7 separate regions of the Mus musculus genome follow, and all the other regions are linked to region 5. The links are chromatin contacts, called in public HiChIP or PLAC-seq and promoter capture Hi-C maps. All regions are on one chromosome and are shown on one strand. The core of a region is the stretch at or near the end of the contact, and the rest is flanking DNA. Distances in the headings are between cores, read along the strand shown.

Evidence for each region. Promoter capture Hi-C pulls out the DNA fragments that hold promoters and counts their contacts. HiChIP or PLAC-seq counts read pairs in DNA pulled down with a chosen protein or histone mark. Capture Hi-C pulls out chosen DNA fragments and counts their contacts.
Region 1: a FOXA1 HiChIP or PLAC-seq map of pancreatic cancer cells shows a contact between it and region 5. The contact joins the promoter of Hdac11 here to the promoter of Txnrd3 in region 5. A contact is called at or near these places in 1 of 39 promoter capture datasets (cranial neural crest), 1 of 484 Hi-C or Micro-C datasets (embryonic stem cells) and 1 of 115 datasets of contacts at active chromatin or transcription factors (pancreatic cancer cells).
Region 2: a promoter capture Hi-C map of liver shows a contact between it and region 5, with 4 times the contacts expected there. The contact joins the promoter of Lsm3 here to the promoter of Txnrd3 in region 5. A contact is called at or near these places in 1 of 39 promoter capture datasets (pre-B cells), 4 of 484 Hi-C or Micro-C datasets (B cells, CD4 T cells, CD8 T cells and 1 more), 1 of 115 datasets of contacts at active chromatin or transcription factors (pancreatic cancer cells) and 2 of 9 other capture datasets (adipose tissue and liver).
Region 3: a promoter capture Hi-C map of liver shows a contact between it and region 5, with 4 times the contacts expected there. The contact joins the promoter of Ruvbl1 here to the promoter of Txnrd3 in region 5. A contact is called at or near these places in 4 of 39 promoter capture datasets (hippocampal neurons, liver and pre-B cells), 1 of 115 datasets of contacts at active chromatin or transcription factors (pancreatic cancer cells) and 2 of 9 other capture datasets (adipose tissue and liver).
Region 4: a contact with region 5 is called in a promoter capture Hi-C map of pre-B cells, with 2.3 times the contacts expected there. The contact joins the promoter of Eefsec here to the promoter of Txnrd3 in region 5. A contact is called at or near these places in 5 of 39 promoter capture datasets (the SN4741 cell line, hippocampal neurons, liver and 1 more) and 1 of 9 other capture datasets (liver).
Region 6: a contact with region 5 is called in a promoter capture Hi-C map of pre-B cells, with 3 times the contacts expected there. The contact joins the promoter of Nup210 here to the promoter of Txnrd3 in region 5. A contact is called at or near these places in 1 of 39 promoter capture datasets (pre-B cells) and 1 of 115 datasets of contacts at active chromatin or transcription factors (pro-B cells).
Region 7: a promoter capture Hi-C map of hippocampal neurons shows a contact between it and region 5, with 6 times the contacts expected there. The contact joins the enhancer-like site here to the promoter of Txnrd3 in region 5. A contact is called at or near these places in 4 of 39 promoter capture datasets (hippocampal neurons, liver and pre-B cells), 1 of 484 Hi-C or Micro-C datasets (embryonic stem cells) and 2 of 115 datasets of contacts at active chromatin or transcription factors (extraembryonic endoderm stem cells and stem cell-derived neural progenitor cells).

What each region holds. Positions count from the first base shown.
Region 1 is chr6:91,155,469-91,158,181 of GRCm38.p6, forward strand. Hdac11 (histone deacetylase 11) reads left to right here and starts at 1,347. Exons shown (of 10, transcript NM_144919.2): 1 at 1,347-1,379; 2 at 1,929-2,077. The coding sequence starts at 1,378.
Region 2 is chr6:91,514,738-91,517,696 of GRCm38.p6, forward strand. Lsm3 (LSM3 homolog, U6 small nuclear RNA and mRNA degradation associated) reads left to right here and starts at 1,298. Exons shown (of 4, transcript NM_026309.2): 1 at 1,298-1,341; 2 at 2,311-2,421. The coding sequence starts at 1,321. It overlaps Xpc (xeroderma pigmentosum, complementation group C), which reads right to left and starts at 1,151. Exons shown (of 16, transcript NM_009531.2): 1 at 969-1,151. The coding sequence starts at 1,062.
Region 3 is chr6:88,463,587-88,466,689 of GRCm38.p6, forward strand. Ruvbl1 (RuvB-like protein 1) reads left to right here and starts at 1,823. Exons shown (of 11, transcript NM_019685.3): 1 at 1,823-2,082. The coding sequence starts at 1,942.
Region 4 is chr6:88,445,008-88,447,911 of GRCm38.p6, forward strand. It overlaps Eefsec (eukaryotic elongation factor, selenocysteine-tRNA-specific), which reads right to left and starts at 1,532. Exons shown (of 7, transcript NM_023060.3): 1 at 1,199-1,532. The coding sequence starts at 1,472.
Region 5 is chr6:89,642,681-89,645,430 of GRCm38.p6, forward strand. It overlaps Txnrd3 (thioredoxin reductase 3), which reads left to right and starts at 1,308. Exons shown (of 16, transcript NM_001178058.1): 1 at 1,308-1,722. The coding sequence starts at 1,453.
Region 6 is chr6:91,115,253-91,118,119 of GRCm38.p6, forward strand. Nup210 (nucleoporin 210) reads right to left here and starts at 1,574. Exons shown (of 40, transcript NM_018815.2): 1 at 1,366-1,574. The coding sequence starts at 1,532. It overlaps Gm30364 (a long non-coding RNA gene), which reads left to right and starts at 1,969. Exons shown (of 4, transcript XR_003956467.1): 1 at 1,969-2,867.
Region 7 is chr6:90,982,893-90,985,677 of GRCm38.p6, forward strand. It overlaps a transcript of Iqsec1 not described here. Among named protein-coding and RNA genes, the nearest start is that of Gm38860, 26 kb to the right of the region's middle. Within about 2 kb of position 1,424, at least 27 of the 459 cell types and tissues checked have an H3K27ac peak or open chromatin away from gene starts, as enhancers often do. A contact at or near this core is called in hippocampal neurons, where this site is marked.

The sequences.
Region 1 (2,713 bases), core at 97-2,596, 1.5 Mb after region 5:
TCCTAGCGCTGAAAGCCCAGCAAACAGATTCAACCTTCCAAGACCAGGGTGCTGGCAGATAGCCCAGGCTGGGCTGAATATAGGCTCAAACTTCATTATACCAAAGGAATCAGGAAGACTCCCCTCCCGGTTTGTAATAAGCAAATGCTATTTCTTCTAACTGCCCAAGTCTATAGCAACTTTAAATCATAATGCCACTGTCTTATCTACGATGGTTCAAAGTCTGTAACTCCTAACACATAGGCTAGGCCACATGATATGGGAACGCTCCCAAACCACTAAGAACAAGAAATTGCCTTTTGTCCTCTGAACTGAAGGCAGTGTCTCCTCTGGGTCAGCCCCACTACCCATGGCTGGGGCAGTAACTCCTGACTGAGCTCACACTCCTAGGGGCAGTTTTTCTCAGCATCTTTCAGAATTTATGTCCTGTTTTCTGAAAATTACCTAGCAGTAGGCACATCAGAGGCATTCTTCCAAACTGTCAGACAACGATCAGACTTGGCTGGCAGATACATATTGTTGGTGTTCATGCCAGAGAGTTCGAGTTCAATCCTTAGAACCTACACAAAGGTGGAGGGAAAAACTTGTCTGACCAGAGCTGACTTTTGATCTTCACTGTGACATGCTACCTCATGCCCTAACAAAACAAAACAACAACAACAAAAAAAAAAAAAACGTTGCCCATTCCCTTCACATGACCCTGTGGCCCCTGGGCTCCCAGCTGCCATATTAGTTCCTGGCTGCTTCTCTGGTCAGCTGCTTCTGTTTGGTTGATGAAGACAGCTGGGTCAACAGGGGCCTATTGTCTCTTCTTCTGGCCTCCATTGTTGGGGCCCCAGCTGTCGGTCAGCTTCCAGGGTCAGGGTGTAGGGGGAATGGAGACAGGAGATACGTTCAGATATTCACGACTGGACCCTAAAAATAGGATCACCAGACCTGTTCTACAATAGGGAAACAGGTTCAAGGCATTTTATAAGTGGGGGACTGTTTATACCATGGTGAAATAGCCACAGATGGTACAGGAATGCAGGGATGCACCGCAGGAAAGAACATATAGCTGGGCTGGTATGCCCAGAACAGACCACCACATAGTGCAGAGAAGCCCGTGGTCACATCACCTAACCAAGTGTCTGATTATTTCTACCCTGGGAATGCGGGCGGAGCTGCGCATGACCACGCCCTCCAGGCGGCACTCCATTGGGTGCTTCTCCTTGGCCGGCGCCGGTCCGGTCGTCTGTGACGCAGCTGCAGGCCAGAGCTCCACCTCCAGCTCCCAGCGCCATGGAGGCGTGTGTTCTGCGTAGGCCCTGCCTCTTGCACCCCTCCCACCCCTCCCGGTGCGGAGTGGCGTCCAGAGCAGGCAGGGCCGGCTGCGGGATGTGAGTGTGCGGGGTCGCGCGTGGGGCCAAGCATGGGTTCTGGGGATTCCCATGGGCACGGCGGGACAGCTGGGGGCGGGCTGGGTGACCGTGCGGACGAACGGTGGTTCTCCCCTTTGCAGGGCACCGCGGTGGGCTGCAGGGCTGCGAGGAGGGCACAGCCTCCTGCAGTCGCGGTCTACTCACCTCCCCTCCCCCCGCCCCAGCGCATTTTGTTCCCAGCTTCACAGATGTGTGAGCTAACTCGTGAGACAGCCACATTCCAGCCCCTACACCATACACCCCGCCTTCCCCCGTGCAGGCCTTGGGCCTTGGCACCAGTACTCCTGAATACACCTGGCACTGGCATGTGACCTTGGGCACACCTGGTCCCCAGAGCCGCTGTTAGGACTGTGTTGGAAGCTGATTTAATCAAAGCCAGCCAGGGTTCAGGAAGGAGCTGTTTTCATTCCTGTTGGTTGTTAAGTGACCTGGTGTGAGTGGGGAGGGGAACACTGCTTTCCACAAGGAGGCTGTTGTCCATATGTGTGTCTCTTTTGCACGTTGAAGGCCTCACGCAACACAGCTGTACCAGCATGTACCAGAGAAACGCTGGCCCATCGTGTACTCACCACGTTACAACATCACCTTCATGGGCCTGGAGAAGCTGCACCCCTTTGATGCTGGGAAATGGGGCAAGGTGATCAACTTCCTGAAAGGTAAGAGCCGCCCCCCCCCCCAGACTAGCACGTGTCTCCTCCATTTCCCTATCCATACTACCTCCTCAGACCTGCATCGACCTTCTCCATTTTTTCCTTCTCCCTATCCTCATCACCCCCTCAGACCTACATCTGCCTCCTCCATCCCTGTGTTCATTCCATCCTTACCTGATTTCAGCCCCCAGACTGCCTACTGCCTTCTGCCTTGCTGTTAAAGGGTCTTTCCAGGCAGGCTACTAAGCAAGATGGGACCTGTCTTGTATTCCCTCCAGTTAGATCCCTATCTCCCTTCCTAAAAATCTAGAGCAAGCTCCCAGGTCTGCATCGTGCAAAAAATAGGATCAAATTAGACATTAATAACATAGCTGTTTCTGTTGGGTTTGTTTTCATTCCTCGGGGGACCTCCTATCTACGGCAGGTGGTACAGCTTCCCCCTCCGCTGTAGGGACCTGCCTGAACATCCAAAGGAAGTCATGGACTAGAAAGCACACAGGTGATGTGTGGTGTTGGTATAAGGCTGGGATGCTAGCCTTGCACGTCTGTTGACTGCACAAATGGTTTCCTGCTGGTGCCCTCTGCCCCCATCTGGGCTCCTGCCTCTTTCAGTGGCACAACAGAAGGGTTCTTCATCCCCCT
Region 2 (2,959 bases), core at 48-2,547, 1.9 Mb after region 5:
TTCTAGGCCAGCCTGCTGTTTAAAATAAACAGGAAAAAATCAAAACAAGAATATTTGGAAAGGAGACAGAATTGTGACAGCCTCTAAATCCTGTAGGAAACCAGCTAAGTGAGGAAGATGCTATACTTGCAGAGCGCAAGTCTGAGGGGGTTTTAGATAAGAAGACAGAGGCATGAGGTTTTGTTGTTCTACATCCGTTTGGCTGCTAGATGATGACCTGAGGCAGACAGATGAGAGGAAGCCAGAAAAGAAGCAACGTGAAGTTCACTTACTCAATTGTGGACAGGATCTCCAGCTATAAAATTAAAGAGAATTAGGTACAGATTTCATTGGTTCCGAAGCTGACTGGACTTGCTGCCGAACTGGCAGTTAAGAAAAGGTGTGATTTATTGAAATGGAACAACTGGAGGATGGATTTGTTTAAGAGGGAAGATGGAAGTTTTGCTTTGTTCAAGATCTAGGTAAGAAGCGCATTCTAGCCAGGGCGCAGTGGCAGACACGGGTTAATCCTAGCTCTAGGGAGGCAGAGACAGGTGGATCTCTTGAGTTTGAGGCCAACCCGGTCTACAAAGTAAGATCCAGAACAGCCAGGGCTACACAGAGAAACCTTGTCCGGAAAAACAAAGCAACAACAACAAAGCACATCCTAAACTCTGGAGTTACACTGGATGGCAGTCGGGAATTTGGAGAGAGATCTCGCACGCACTAGAGTCTCCCTCCGTCTTGGTTTTGGGGTCTCCTTGAGACACCTGGTAACTGCGAAGCTTTCTGCTGCTCAGCCTTCAACACTTGCTTAGAGGCTGAACTTGGCTCTAATGGTTAACAGAGGGGTTTAAGGCTGATAGCAGAGGCCCTCGGGGACGCCGCGCACCCGGCCGTGGAGACCTTGCCACAGGCGCAGATCCGCTCCGCCGCCCGCACCAGCCTCAGCCACCACTGCCTGGCATGTTGCAGACTCGGCCTCTCACCCGCAACGCTCTCCTCGTGCCGGGCTACTTTGTTGTCCTCGGTTTTCTGGCCCCGCTTCCGCCGCCTTCCGTCTGCGGTGCGCTTTGGGGCCATGCTAGCCAGAGGCGTTCCTCGGGACTACCGCGCAGGACGCCGCAGGTCTCCGCGTGCCCGCCCCGCCCGGAGGCGGGCCACGCCTGGCCGCGCCCCCAGCCCAGGGTAGGACCACGCCCTCGAAGGAAGCCCCGCCCCCATGCAAACTACGAGGGCGCGAAGGGACAAAAATAATATAGTTCGCCTTCAGTGCGTGGCGGCCTAAGGTTTCTGAGTTCCTGTTCCCGCGAGAGGTGGAAAGGGCGCAGCGTTTGAAACATGGCGGACGACGTAGATCAGGTAAGTTTGACCTGAGGCGTTCGAAGAGGAAATGCTTTCGCTTCTCGCTTTTTCCACGCTTCCCGTGGGATGGCCCTTTTCTTTTTTTCCGAGTCACCACGGCCTTCCGTAGCCGGGCCTGCTCCTGAAACCTCCGTAGGCCCAGAGTTTCTCAACCCGCCCGTCTACCCATCGCGCTCGTCGTCGCCCTTTCTCTGTAGAATGAATGCAGGCGGCTGGAGATGCCCATCTCTGGGAGCTAGCTGTCGGGATTCCGACAGAAAGCGGGAGGTCGTAGCAGGACACCAGTTTAGCAATCCGAGTGAACACGGGGGGCACAGGCAGTGGTTCCCTTGGAGTGAATTACGAGGGGAGGTCAGAGGAAAGGTGCAGTTCTAGGAGATGGAGAAACTGCTAGAGATGGAGTATGAAGAAAACAAGCAAAGATCTGGTACACAGGCCAACAGAAGGGCCTACGGGCCTCTGCACCTACCCTTCCCTATTTCTTAGGTAGCTGGTGTACCTTGGCCACCAAAATGTCTTTCACACCCTCACATGCACACACAGCCCCTGCACACACACACACACACACACACACACACACACACACACACGTACGTACGTGCTACCCTACTGTGTTTCTCTCCAGAGCATGTTGTTTTAAATATGTATAGCCCCTGCACACACACACACACACACACACACACACACGTATGTACGTACGTACGTGCTACCCTACTGTGTTTCTCTCCAGAGCATGTTGTTTTAAATATGTATTTATTTAAAGTGTTTCTTCCACAACTAGAGTGTAAGTTCCTTAATGGGGATTTATTGGGGCTGGAGAGGTGGCTTGGCAGATAAGAGCGCTTGCTGATCTTGGAGACAACCCTGGTTGTGTACTAGCACCCACATGCTGCTCTCTCAGCTGACCAGTGATTGAAACACCACCCGGCCTCTGTATCCTATGAGTAAGCCTTTGCCTTTCCTCAGCAACAGACCACCAATACCGTAGAGGAGCCCCTGGATCTGATCAGGCTCAGCCTGGATGAGCGAATTTATGTGAAAATGAGAAATGACCGAGAGCTTCGAGGCAGACTACACGTAAGTCTGTTAAAACATCTCAGAGCCAGAGGCTGCATCCTACCTCCTTACAAATTAGAACTGCAGTGTAAACTTACTTTTTTGAATTTCTTTTGGGAATTGGAAAATCCTTCTATTCACTTTTAAAATATGTTTTCCTTAACCAGAATGGTTTTTTAGAGAGGGGTGGGACTCCGGTGAGACAGAACAAGGCATCTGATCCCCTGGAGCTAGAGTTACAGACTGTTGTGAGCTGCCTGATACGCTCAGGTCCTGTTCAGGAATCCAGTGCTCTTAGCTTGAGCATCTCTCCAACCATAGAGAACACTTTCGTTTCCTTCAGTTTTGTCTTCTGCTTATTTATGAATAAACTTGTTTGTTCTCTTGGGTTTAGACAAGGTCATACTAGAAAACCTGGCTAGCTTCAAACTCCAGCTCCCTCTGCCTCTCTCCTGAGAGCTGGGATTACAGACATGCTCTTCATTCTTGGCATTGTCCTGGATTTTTTAAAGTTATTGGATAGGGTATTTTAGCTTTTGACATATAAAGCTCTGTTTTG
Region 3 (3,103 bases), core at 573-3,072, 1.2 Mb before region 5:
ATCTGACATCCTCTTCTGATGTCCTTAGGCACTGCCTGGTATATTTATACTTGCAGGAAAAACACCCACACAGATAAATAAAATAATAAAATAAAAAGACTTGCCAGGCAGTGGTGGCACATGCCTTTAATCCCAGCACTTGGAAGGCAGAGGCAGGAGGACTTCTGAGTTCGAGGCCAGCCTGGTCTACAGCGTGAGTTCCAGGACAGCCAGGGCTACACAGAGAAATCCTGTCTTGAAAAACCAAAAATAAAAATAAAAATAAATTTAAAAAATTTAAAAAGACTTGGCACTCCTTGGAACTTGTCTAGCAATCCCTGCCTCTGGCTTCTCTGCTGCCAGTCACATGCCATTTCTGCTTCCAGTCTAGAAACTCTCTATTTTTACTCTGTCTTTATTTTACTCTAGAACTCTCTAGCTGCCTTTCATCACAGTCTTCACTGCTACAGTCTCTAGGCTTGTCTTCTTCATATTACCGGCTCAGCCCACAATACTATTAATATAGGTGGAAAGACTGAGAAATCAAACAATGGGCCTAAAGTTGCACCACAGCTACACATTGCACAGCACAGGAAGGTGTCTCCTGGCTGACTTAAAAGTGAGGAAAGTGAGGGACACAGGAGGCAGAGGCAGGTGGATTTCTGAGTTTGAGGCCAGTCTGGTCTACAGAGTGAGTTCCAGGACACCCAGGGCTATACAGAGAAACACTGTCTCGAGAAAAAAAAAGTGAGGGACACCTGCTTAGAGAGCCAGAATGTTGAGAGAGTAAGCAAGAGTGTTTGCCGTCCTTAGTATAGCCCTTCTTGAAAATGAAGCATTAAATTTGGACTATGGCAAGGTGGATTGTGAAAACAAACTACCATATTTGCACCAATATCAGAGCCGTTGATTATTCAAATGAAGGACCATAGTTTCACCATTCACAGGCAGCTTTTGTTCACCTACCTGGAGACTTGCACCCACTCCAGACTGATGAAAATATCTGGTCAGAGTATGGTGGTAGCACCTTTAATGCCAGCAACTCAGGAGGCAGAGACAGGTGGGGGCCCTGGAGTTTTAGGCCAGGCAAGGCTACACAAACACATCTTCTCTTTTCCTTCCTTCCTTTTTTTCCTTTAAGGGTTTTTTTTTTTTTTTGTTTGTTTGTTTGTTTGTTTTTTTTTTTTTTTTTCCGAGACAGGGTTTCTCTGTATAGCCCTGGCTGTCCTGGAACTCACTCTGTAGACCAGGCTGGCCTCGAACTCAGAAATCTGCCTGCCTCTGCCTCCCGAGTGCTGGGATTAAAGGCGTGCGCCACCACCGCCGAGTTTCTTTAAGGTTCTTATTGGGCATATGATGACCAGAATTATGGCATGAAGTGTTTGAAAAGTTTTGGCTGGAATAGTGCCTTCAGGATCTAGTGTATTCTGGAAAAAAAAAAATGGGAGCAGTGGGGCATTCTCTGGGTGTCTAAATAATTCGGTGAGCACTGGAGAAGTTTGGGCAGCTGCTTTGCTGATGATTCTCTCAGGACATCCAAGCACCTGGAAAAGATTTAACATCTGTCAGTGAAGAAGTTAACTCACCCTGGCACAAATATGTTATTCTAAAGAAAAAAAATAGGCATTAAAAGAGGCATTTATAATTAAAAACCTGTCATTCACATTAATAGTGCTTAAGTACTTAAGCAGTTCTCAGTCAAATGTGGCCAGGGCAGGAAATGTTTGCCCTGGGGGAACTTATCCTGTGACACAGACGGAAGTTACTGGGCGAAACTCAGCAGCCGTGACCAGCGTAGCTTTTAGCCAATAGAAAGCGAAGCCTTCTCGCCTCCCCCAATGACATATTGATAGGGGCGGGTCCAGGAGAGCGGCCTAGTAACGGCCGCGTGGTAACCCAGGCGCCTGGCGTGCGGTAGTTCCTACCACTCCACGCAGGTTGTGTTCCTAGACACTCGGCAAAATGAAGATTGAGGAGGTGAAGAGCACCACGAAGACGCAGCGCATCGCCTCCCACAGCCACGTGAAGGGTCTGGGGCTGGACGAGAGCGGCCTAGCCAAGCAGGCGGCTTCGGGTCTCGTGGGCCAGGAGAACGCGAGAGAGGTGGGCGTGGGGCTTGTGCGCGAGGTGTGGGCGGCGGGACCAGGATCCACTAAGATCTAAGAAGTAAGGATCACACTAGCGAGCAAAGGCTGCATCCTTTGCGGGTCACGGCACGCAAATTAGACCTCACCGGAAACGCAGTGGAAGGCTGTGCGGTTAAGTATAGAATTGACTACGTTTTCAGAGTTGATATGGGTTCTTTGGGCCTGGGAGCTGATCTGTTAAGTGGAGCGGTGAGGACTGTCTGATCTATTCCCCATCCAAGCACTCCAGCTTTTCCAGGTCAGTCTTCCTAAAGTCATGCCAGGTCTTTCTATCGGTTCTGTTTTGCACATGAAGAAGTTAAAGGTGGGTTAGGCCGCTTAACCACCTGCCAGTTTAGCAGTAATGAGGCTGGTATCTCCCTCCCCCTAACCCCCATCAAATCAGTATTCTTCCCATTTCTTCAGCCTCCTCCACTCTGAACTCTGCAGAGGTTCAGTGTCTACAAAAACTTGCTTTTTTACATGTGGTGAAGACTGCTTTCTCAGCCTCTTGCACACAGAAAGTGCCAGCAGCAAAGAGCATCATCTATCCAAAAAGGGAAATGTTTGACCCTAGCATGCTTGCATCTTTTCTTGCAAGCAGGTAGTAGCAGTTTAATGCTTTCTATTGGCCAGGCAGCTTTGAGTCTATTGTTTCTTATTTCATTTCTGTCCATGTGACATTTCTGTGTATGTGACTTCAGAGGCTGCTCTAGACCTGCATCTGCACCCACACCAGCAGCCTCTGGTACTCCATATCTTATCCTTCCTATTCTTTGAATGTTAGCCGGTATTTATTTTTGTTTGTTTTCACGACAGTCTCACTATGTAGCTCTGGCTGTCCTGGGACTCTGTAGACCAGACTGGCCTTGAGTTCACAGGGATCCGACTGCCTCTGCCTCCTGAGTGCTAAGATTAAAGGTGTGGGCCATTACACCTGGCTTCCTTAGCTGATATTTCTTTGTTTCTTTTCCTGTTTGACAAAATGTGCGCAAATG
Region 4 (2,904 bases), core at 282-2,781, 1.2 Mb before region 5:
TGTGCAGGAGAGTAACTCTGGCAGGTAAGCCTCCATTTCCACTTCAGTGAAACAAGGAAACAGTCTTAGGCTGCCTGCAGCACAGAGAAAGGGAGGCCACACAGCTGGAATGACCCACCTGCCCCATATACATGCTTCCAGGCTTACAGCACACTGCTGGAAAGAAACCCAGGGCAAGCGGAGAAGCAGGAAATGGGTCACTGGAGCTACAGCAGGTAGACTCAGCCACACCTCCTTTTGTGCTGGGTGCTTACAAACAGGTTATGGGGTTCTGTTCTTAGATTTAAGTGTAGTTAAATGGGTTTGCAAAAGGAATTTAAAAAGACATAGCAACAGTTTCCTGTAGACGAATGGGAGGGGTCACGCTGAGCAAGGAAGGGAGGTTACAAGACCTTTTATTTATAATGGCCTATTCCTAAGTGGCCTGTAATTAAAGACTAATTAAGTGGTACAGATCCTAGAAGCAGATTTTAGCAGTGCCCATCATGACTGAAAACACGCAGGCCCTTTGCCTTAGCTAGTTCACACATAACTTATCCTGTTACACTAGTGCACATCCCAAAACCTTCTGGGCTAGAGTTATTCACTGCATTATGAATAGCAGCCAACTCTGGGAAAGTCACGAGGGTCAGTCAAGAAAATGTTGGTATAAAAGTACAAAGGAACTTTATGTGTAGATATAGTCTCCAGACAGTGATGGTTTGTGTATAAAGGGGACTGGGGGATGAGATCCTGAGAGAGCCTAGAGCACTTGCCTCTTATCAAGGCACTAGGCTCTACCCACTACCCCAACCGACCACAAGTAGTACAACAGAAGGAAAAAAACAGGATCTTTCATTTCTGCACCTTGTCTGCGTTTCTGTGTATGTTTCCTGAAACCATCCATACACACAGGAAACTGAGAGCAGTGTTTGGGACAGAGAACCAGGAGACCAAAGGACAGGTACGTGGTGACTTTTTTTTTTTTTTTTTTTGAAACTTGTATACACCCTTTTTGCAGGGTTTGTTTCTTTGGATCATTTTTCTAGGAAAGCATCTCGGTGCACGGCAGTGAAGGTGAGAACTGTGTCCGCGTCTGCGGGCTGTGAGTTCGAGACCACAAGCCTTCCGGGCTGGTGGCCAGGCCTAGGCTGTCAGGCCGCCATCCATCCCGCGAGCTCGGACCCCGAGCCCGGCTCCCGCCCCGGCCCGCGCTCACCGCCAATGATGGTCCGGATGAGGGAGGCGTGCCCGGGGCAGTCGACCAGTGTGACCTGCAGCAGCGTGTCGCTAGAACCGGGTTCTGCCCCCGGCAGCGGCACGACAAAACAGGAGAAGCCCAGGTCGAGCGTTATGCCGCGCTCGCGGCTCTGCGGCTGCTTGTCGAAGGCAGCAGTGGAGGCCGTGGTGCTCAGCGCGCGCGCCAGCGCTGTTTTGCCACTGTCGATGTGACCCAGCACGCCCACATTCACATTTACCCGCCGGCCGGCCATCCCGCCGCTGCCTCTCACGCCGTCGCCTGAGCGCCAGCCCCGCGGTCCGCCTGCTAAGCCGCACCCCCCCGCAACCCGCGCTGAGCGCACCGGTTCCGGCACGGAAGCTTCCGCCCTCGGGCGCCCACAGCCCTATGGCAGAGCGCACACAGGGCGGGACAAGAGCCGGCCTGCTACCTGGGTTTGCTGTCATCCGGCTCCCCACGCCACAAAGTCTCGCCAGTCTGAGATTAGGGATTCCTCCTTCCATCCATTCATCCATCCATGCATCCATCCATCCATCTCACCATCTATCCATCCATTCTTCCTTCCCTCCCTCCTTTCATCATTCCACTCACCCAGTCCATCCACACATCCCTTCCTCTATCCCTCCATACACACTCATCCATCCGTCCATTCATTTCTGTCAGCCTTTATTTTTTTGTTTGTTTGTTTGTTTGTTTTTTGTTTTTTTCAAGACAGGGTTTCTCTGTATAGTCTTGGCTGTCCTGGAACTCACTTTGTAGACCAGGCTGGCCTTGAACTCAGAAATCCGCCTGTCTCTGCCTCCCAAGTGCGCCACCACCGCCCGGCTGTCAGCCTTTATTAAGTGCAGACTGTATACACTTTACTGGGATGTGGTGATCGACATTATTTGCTGTGAAAACAGGAGTAAGTAAAACCCAAGACCAGTTGCCAAGCCAGACTATCTGGAAAGGACAGAGATGGGAAGGCGGGGAGCCTAGTGAGGAAGATACCCTCAAGGACTGTCACTAGACGTCCAGTGCAGACTGAGAATTGACCATCAGAAACCTGGAAGCACTGTGAAAAGAGGAAGAGGTCCTCGTTGATTCAGGGGAGGGGAGGTGGGGGTGGGGACGGGACAAAAACCTCACTTTGAAGTCTAGGCTGCCATGAGGAGCTGCAACTTAACTGTTGTGTATGAACTTGAATGTGTCGTGAGTGCTATACCAACCAGCCTCTGTAACCCCCTTCAGGCATTGAAAGGTGCCTAGAACCATGAAAGAGGTCACAAGCCTAAGTGGTTGCTCTGGCAAAGGATAAAAGCCTAGGAAAAGAAGGGACTTGGGGCCTCACAGGGGAGGAATGGCACTGGAGAGCTGAATGGCACTGCTCTCATGTAAAGGGGGTGGGGCTTGCTGGCCCAACATTCCCAGCCTTCCTTTTTCTAGGGCAGGAGGGGTTGCGGTTTGCAAGTGAATTGGTTTACACGGGCTTGTGTGCTAAATGCTTGGGCCCCAGCTGGTGGTCTGTCTTATGAGATGAAGCTTAGCAGAAGGCAGTAGTCGCTTCCTGTCCACCATGAAATGAGTAGTTCAGTCAGGCTGCTCCGTTCTGCTGTCACCAGGACAATATACTGCTGTGCTGCCACAGGCTAGGGGGATCAAGCCCAAGAGACCATGCACTGAAATCTCTAAAACCATGAAGTCAA
Region 5 (2,750 bases), core at 58-2,557:
GCAAGTGAAAAAGATTTGAGTTTTAGTAGGGTCTTCTAGGGTTCAAGGGTTGGTGATAACAAGTCTGGCTCAAATGTTTGAAGCAGCCCTGGTTGAGCCTGCCCTTCAGACAGGCACCAGATACACTGGCCATGCAGTTTTCCTCAAGGCCTCTGTGGAGTGGGCGTTCCAGACCACAGGTGCTAAGGATAGTCCAGCTAACTGACTAACAGTGGCCACTAATTAGAGTCCGTGCCTCTGCTCATTTACAGGAAGCTGAACTTCAGAAGGGCTGCTTACAGCAATAACTTTAAAACGTGAGCCCAGGGAGAGGGCTCAGTTGATAAAATGTTTGCATACCGCCTGTTCTTATTTGACCTTCTTTCCAAATGGTTCCTGTGTTGGGGATGGCTTGAGAATCCATTGTGCCCTAGTTATTTCCTGTTGCTGTGATAACAACACTAACCAAAAACAACTTAGAGGAAGAAAGGGTTTATTTGGGAAAAGTCCCAAGTCACACTCCATTATTGGGGGAAGTCAGAAAACCCAAGAAGGAGCAGAAGCTGACTGCTGCTCGTGGGCTTGCTCTCGATAGCTCACTCAGCATGCTCTCTTACCACCTAGGACCACCTGCCCAAGGGTGGCACCCCCTCCCCAGTGGGCCTGATGCCACCACATTTATCATTAATCAGAAAATATTCCACAGGCTTGCCTACAGGCCAATCTGAAGGAAGCATTTCCTCAGTTGAGTCTCTTTCCAGGTGACTCTAGTATGCTCCAAGTTGACAAAAACTAAGCAGTACACTGTCACAGTGAATTGCTGAGGGTGTGTGTGGGTTGAGGGGTTGGGGAGGTAGTAACCTAGGAACCTCATATTGAAACTGAATTGCAATAGTAATTTTTATTCAGCTTCAGTAGTGCAAATTAAAAAAGAATCAGTATTTCCTAGACAAGGTTTTTGTCACATTTTCTGAAATAAAGTGGAGACATCTACCCTTCCTGAAAAGCACCTATTTTGAGATTGGTGGAGAATCAGGAGCGGAAGGAACTGTAGAGAGGCCTCTGGGTGTCAAAAACTGTGGTAAAACGATAATGAAAACAGTAATTACAAGAAGAGCAGAGCATACAAGCTTGATTCCGCACCTTTGAAAATGGCAAGTGACTGCCACTGTGCCACTGGGTGGTAGACAGAGTAGTTTGCAGGCTCACCAGGCTGAGCTAAGGGGGCGTAGCTTAGCCCTGTGGAGGCCTGGAGGTGGGGCAAAGTTTTCCCGGGGGCGTGGCCGGTCGGTAGGCGGGCCCTCTCCGTGGGTCGCGCGGTCGGGGGCGTGGCCCCGTAGCTGTCCGGTGCGCCCGCGGCCAGTGCGTAGCGTTCTCAAGTTCTCAGCGGCTTTGCCGGCGTCGTCCCCTAGGCGGCCGCCCGCGTCCCGGTTCCTCAGCAGGCCCGGCTCGGCCCGGAGCGACAACAAAGCCCTGGAGAAGCCACCGTCCCCGCCGCCGCCTCCTCGGGCGCAGACCTCGCCCGGGCTGGGGAAGGTTGGAGTCCTCCCCAACCGCCGCCTGGGTGCTGTCCGTGGCGGCCTCATGTCGTCGCCACCCGGCCGCCGCGCCCGCCTGGCCTCCCCTGGGACCAGCCGCCCGTCTTCTGAGGCCCGCGAGGAGCTGCGGCGCCGCCTGCGGGACCTCATCGAGGGCAACAGGGTGATGATCTTCAGCAAGAGTTACTGTCCACACAGCACGCGGGTAGGCGGGGCCGGCCGTAGCAGAGCTCTGGGGCGTGGCCTGATGGGCAGGGTCTAAGCAATCCCGGTGGGAGGAGGGAAGTGAAGGTGAAGCCAGGACAGGGTGGGCCGGGCGGGGAGGAGCGTCGATAAAGAGGCTGGGTAAGTTTGTGAGCCGGATCTGGGGACTGATCAGAGGTCTGAGCAGTGAGCCGGGCGAACCCCGGGCTCAGTAGTTAGCGCCTGGTGGGCGGGGTCTGAGCAAGGTTGGTGGGTGGGGCGAAGCGGAGGTCTGTGGAGGGTGCTTGATGGGCGTAACCGGAATAGGGTCTGGGCGGGGCTCATTGGGCGGATTGGAACCGTGGAAGGGGGTCCTGGTGGGAGGGGCTAATAGGGAGGGTCTGAGTGGAACTCTGTGGGTGGGACCTAGTGTATGGGGGGTGGGGGGTAAGGGAGGGTTTGGGTGGAACTTAGTGGGCGGGCGGTCCTGCGCTGACATATGGGAGGTGGGCGGGGCCTGAAGGTGGACGGAGTAGGGCTTTTGTAGCACTTTCCCAGGTTTCATTGCCTACCTTCTCTGACTCACTACGGGGTCCCGGGAGGTTGCCATCTAGGGAAACATTTGCTTTCCAGCCTGATAATGGGCTTTAGTTAAAAAAAAAAAAAAAAGAACAACCAAAAAATATTTAAAATTGTTGTCTTATTAAAATAGGATTGCGTGGCTAGCTGAAGCTGGATCTAGATCCCATTTGTTAACTAGCATGTTTGGCTCCTTGACCAGGTTTCAGAACTAGCAGGGAGCTTGTAAGATGAAGGTAGAGGAGGTTTTAAGAACCATGGAAGTCGTGGCTAGTTTAAGCTCTGTTGCACACTCTGTAATTTGGGGCTGGGTGGGCATTCGACATTGTTTTCATATTATGAGATAAAAATATTCTTATTGAAATCTTTGGAAGGAAGATGCAAGATGGGGCTGTTCAATATCTTGATGTTTACTTAACATTATGAGAAAGTTGAAACAATAAAGGCCAGGTGTGTAACTTAGTGGGAGCA
Region 6 (2,867 bases), core at 324-2,823, 1.5 Mb after region 5:
GGAAGAAACATACAGAACTTCCTAGGAAGCAGCACACAAATACACGCCAGGAGATTGATTCCCTTGGAGCCAGCTGTTTTAAATAGTCAGCTTCCTCTCTCTGGCCCATCTATCAAGCAGACAACTTCAACAATGGAGTGAGCATGTATCCCTCCAGAGTATTAACAGCTGACCTCCTCACTCAAAACAAAGCCCCAGAGAAGAATAAACACTTCCCCTTGGGTAAAGCATTTACTCCAAACTGCAATGGAAAGACTCTGCCTCTTCATACTCCAGAGGCCAACCTAAAGACACTCCAGACTGACCTCAAAGCGGCACTACTGCCTCAGCCTCCCTAGTGAAGTAATTATAGAGGTACAGTGCCACCCCCTATGAGGCAGACTTTTAAAACAAATTAAATTTGAGAACTACATATAGCAGAATGTGGCTCTGAGCTCTGGGCATCATATAGAACATTAACACACACACACCTAGCTAGTTAAGCCTTAGCCTAGATCAGTGGTTCTCAACCTTCCTAATGCTGTAAGCCTTTACTACAATTCCTCTGTTGTTGAACTGTACTAAAACCATAAAATTATTTTGTTGTTACTTCATAACTGTAATGTTGCTACTGTTGGAATCATAATGTGAATATCTGACAGGAGGCCCCAAACTGGGTTTTAACCCACAGGTTGAGAACCAATGACCTAAACACATTCTTAAGGAGGCTGGCAGCAAAATGTAGCCTGAGAGAAGGAAGGGACTATGTCGCACTAGTGAGGGTGTGGGTCAAGGGTGTGACCTGATCACACCCTACTCAGCCTGCACCCAGCAACGAGAAGTTCTCCCTTCATCTGCCTAGCCAAAGGCTGGACCGCAACACCCTGCTGGAAGCCAGGTCATCAAGGCAGACCCTACTCCACCAGCATCTAATTCCTTTGCCTCCCACTTCTGAGCTGGAAAATGGTCCTTTCATCCAAGATTTAATGACTCTCCCTAAGTGGCTTAACGGGTGTGGTGTGTCTCCCACAGACTCCTTGCCCAGGTCTCTACAGACACTCTTCTCACACCAGTCAGGCGCCAGGGGTGAGTCCCACCTCCCCCGTCTCCCACAGACTCCAGAGCGTGGCTGCTCAAGCTGGAGCTCCTCAGGGCCCTGACAGCTGGGGACCGAGGCCACGTGCGGCGCTGCCCTCCATGGCCCGCGATCACAGCCTCCTCTTCCCGCGCAGCCCAGACGCGAGTGGCCCAGGCGCCATGCGCAGAGAGAGAGCGCGCGCGCCGCGGGGTCACGCGGGGCCGGCTGGAGCGAGCACGCCACGCACCTGCGGCCCAAGCCCCCTCCCGCGCGCACCTGCCGCCTCCCGCCGGGCCCGCGCGCCTCACCAGCGGTAGCAGCCCTCAGAAGCTTCCAGAGTGAAGTTCACGCGCGTGGCCCGCGTGAAGGGCAGCAGCACCTTGGGAATGTTAAGCTTGGCGGCCGCGGCGGGACCCACTACCTGCAGCAACAGCAGCGCCCAGAGCGCCGGCTGCACTAGTGAGGCCCGCGCCATCCTCCCGGCCTCGCTAGCGCCCGGGCGCGCGCTCCCGCGCCCTCCACCGGCGCGCGCTGGGTAGCAGGTGGCCGCGTGGGGCGGGGCGAGCGCAGTGATGGGCGGGACCGGCGGGAAAGCGGAGAGCACGCGCCTGGTGCTGAGCCCCTAGAGCGCGCCGAATCCTGCGAGCTTTTTCAGCCCCGGAGCCCGTAGCGCGTGGCCTAAGGCCTCTGCCGCGCGCCCGTCTCTGGTGGCAGCCTTCCAGCAGGCTCGCTCTTGTTCATTCCGCCTTGTCTGGAGCCTCTGGCGGTGGAGCCAGGACATAGCACTAAGACAGGCGCCCTAGGACAGTGTGGAGCGCTCACTGATTAACACCCCCCCCCCCGCCCCCTTTCCAAAGCCACACTTCCCCAGGGGCCAAGAAGGTCTTGAGATATTCCGGGATCAATCCATCAGCAGGACAACACTGGGAACTTCCTGTTAAACAGCCCCATGGATGCTCCAAGGGAAATATCCGAAAGGTTAGTGAGGGAACAACACGTCCCTGAAAGTAGACGGTGCAACCTGACTTCAGCTGCACTAGGACCTGGATCGACCAGCGGGATCTGGAAGAAAAGTGACAGGCTGATGTCATGCATAAACAAAGACTTGAAGCTGAATTTCAGGCCGGCTGGGGAAGCCTCCTGGAGGAGAAACTCTCTGGAATGGATACTAAGGTCTCGCTGGGTTTCTGAGAGGCCACCATTCCTAGTCTATGTAGTTTTTGTTTGTCAGTTTGACACCAACTAGTGTCTTCTGGGGAGAGCAGCCTTAATTGGGAAAATACCCCCATCAGATTGGCCTGTAGACCTGTTTATGGAGCATTTTCTTAACTGATGATTGATGAGGGAGGGCCCAGATCACTGTGGGCTGTGCCACCTCTGTAAAGGAGGTTCTGAAGTGTTAAGAGAGCAAGCTGAGCAAACCATACGGAACAAGCCAGTAAGTTGTCTTCCTCCGTGGCGCTGGCTTCAGGTCCTGCCCTGGTTGAGTGCCTGGCTTCCCTCAATGATCCAGTGTGGCTGGGATAAGGAAGCCGAATAAACCCTTTCCTTCCTAACTCGCTTTTGCCTTGGGACATTTGGATACAAGGAGGGACATTTGGAGGGCACCCTCAGGCCCTAAGGACCCTGGACCAGGAATGGGGGTGAGAGGAGCTACCCAGAAGAGGACAAGTCTTCCAGGCTGGGTACCACGTGCTACAGGAGGAGGGAAAGTTCCACCATCCTCTTCCAGGAAATAAAAGAAAAGCAACGCTCCTCCAGGGTGTCTGTGCAAACTCTTCCTGCGCGTTCTTGGTGATGCTTCATTGTT
Region 7 (2,785 bases), core at 174-2,673, 1.3 Mb after region 5:
TTCCATGCACAATACTTACTGACCAGTGAATTCTGCATAACTCTGAGTTATCAGCTCCATAGACTTGGTACACAAGAATTCCAACCATATCACTTGGCCACACTTAGCCTATAGTTGGGGAGATCTGGTCTGCAGACTAGCATGTGTCTATGCTGGGTGAACGTCTGCAAGCAGGAGATCCACTGAACTCAGATGGTCTCATAACTACATCAGTAGCTCGTACTCCCTTTCAGATAGGTCAGTTTCACCTTCTTTGATTCCAGTTTTTGACAAATTCCCAGTTTGTCTATGTTTGTTTCTCTGCTGGCTCAGTGGTAATTATTCCTGTTGACACCCAGACAAGCACAGAACTGTGTACTTCCCAAGTTAAGCCAAGTGTTGCTCTTCTATAAAAAAATAAAGTAGCACAAACAATCCAATCAGCTGTCAAAGCAATGTTATAGACAAAATAACTGACAGATAGTCATCCTGATGACACAACATATGGATGTTCCCAAATGCCTGCCTCCTGTGGCCAAGCGCTCACCACACCTCCCTCCCCATAGCGAAGCCCTGAGGTCTGAGGTTTCTGCAGGCACAGTGGCCTGTATCTGGTGTGAACACTCACGTCAAAAGCACCAGCAGCTCTCAACTGCAATTCACACACTGCACCACTCACTATTTCTCTCAGCGCCAGCTAGATAAAGAAGCATTCCCTGATTTACTTTCTGGGTTGTAAAATAATAATTTGCTTAGCTTGTCAGACGGCTGGGAGAGAGCTTCAGAAAAACACTCCCTCATCTTTCTGTGGACTCTACCATCTGCTGGAAAAATAAGAATGGCTCACCCTGATCCCTTACAGTTTAATACATTTTGTCCAACTAGGACAAGTGTCCCAAAGTGTGGTGCAGCTTGTTCCTGACAAAGGGACATCTTCTCAGCACTGGATCCAGCCTTTATCTCAGCTGGGAGAAGGAGAATATTATTTAGTGGAAATATAACCACAGGGTCTCCTGCCACCAGTTTCTCAGCCACAGTTACAGGTGAGGAGAAAAAAGGCCTTCCTATCCTCTTCCAGACCCCTAGTCTTTGCTCCTAGGGAGAAAGGAATCTGCGCATAAGAGCACTCTGCTTCCTAGCCCCTACACCCCAGTTTTGGTACTTTCTAACCACTTTGAAGAACACAACTCAAAGGCTCCTTGCCAGGACCATCATAGTGCTTTCTGTGTTATCTGCCTGCTGCCAATTAGGACAGTCCAGTTTCCTCTTGCCACCCCCTCTTCTACGGCCACCCTTGAGCATGCCCCTGAAATGAAGCACCACCATCATGGTTAATGTCACCACAAACCCAGAAAAGCACTTTGTTTGGTAAGTCAACAGACACTGAATGCCACTGAAAACCTCCCCCAGAGTGAGTCACCAACTCAGAGCTTCAGAAAAAACGTCCTCTCAGAGTGATGTGTGATGTGACAGCCCTTGAGGGCTGGAGCAGATGAGAAGGCGGAAGAGGCTGTTCCACTGGGCCTCTCCCCAGCCACTTGAGGCTGATGTTTACTTCTGCCAAGAAACTTCAGGAGATCAAAGGCTAAAAGGGGGTCACCTTCTTCTACCTTTTCCCCTTTACACAATCACCACCAAAAGCACTGCATTGGTGACAAGATTCAATGGGGCAGAAGGGATCCAAACATGCTGTGCACCTTCAAGCACTGGCCAGGAGCCAAAAAGAATCCTGAGAAGTGGTCTGATCATTCCACAGTGTGAAAGTCAGGCAGGAGGTGAGCAAGATCAGGAGCCAAACAGCGTGAGATCCAACACTGGCTGACGACCAGACAGAGCTTAAACAAGGCATGTGATCCCTCTAAGCCTAGGTTTCACATCTGTATAATGGGAGCCTGTCTTTGCCTGATAGGAGTGATGACACATAAGGTATGAGCACACAGCAAACCCTTAGGGGATATTGCCATGTTCTCTTAAACTTGGTTCAATACATTCATTCGCACCTGCGGTTTGATGATTCCAATACTTCTTGTCTTCCCTGGCTTACCCATTCAGGCTATATACTCTGAGCACCCACTAGGTACCCAAGCTCTAGTGAGGGAAATGTGGTTCTAGAAATGGATCATTAGAATGTAGCTGACTGCACACTGCATAAATGAGTGCTGATGTCAGGGGAAAATCAACGTCAATAACAACAGAAGCAAATAACTCCCAGATAGCAAAGGCACCATGAATGAATGGATTTCTTCCCTGTTTTAATCTTCTCCCCCAGTGCTGGGAATAAATAATGACTCTTGGTACTAGAGGTCAAGACATTCAAGAAAGCCCTCTGAGGAAGAGCTTAAAGTTTCTGGGATTGAAAGCTTCTAGCATGTCTAGGCATCTGTGCCTAGTGAGGTAATTATCAAGCTCACTCTTGTCTCAGGGAAAGCAATGGACCCCTGAAGCTCATCTATATAGTGAGAAGGGAGCTCCTAACTCAGGCTGCAGTGGCTACCAGCTACTTAGTAAAAGGTCAGTCAGGTCTTGCTCAACCAGCATGCTTGTCAGACCGGCTCTTCTCAGGGCCACTATATGCAAATAGGGAGGCCTGAGAATGTTGTTATCCTCTGCCCAAAGGTAGAAAGTAGAGGCCAATCCCCTAGCTCCATTTCCCCCCAAACTGTGGCCCTATTCTGCTCTGTCACCTCTGGAAACTCAGCTTAATAACAGCTGTTAGCTCCAGCAACCCTTTGCCACAGCTCCATATCCCCCACTGCACATCTCTTGCACCTAGCCTTTAAGTTTCCACCTCCTGCTTTGGCTCAGC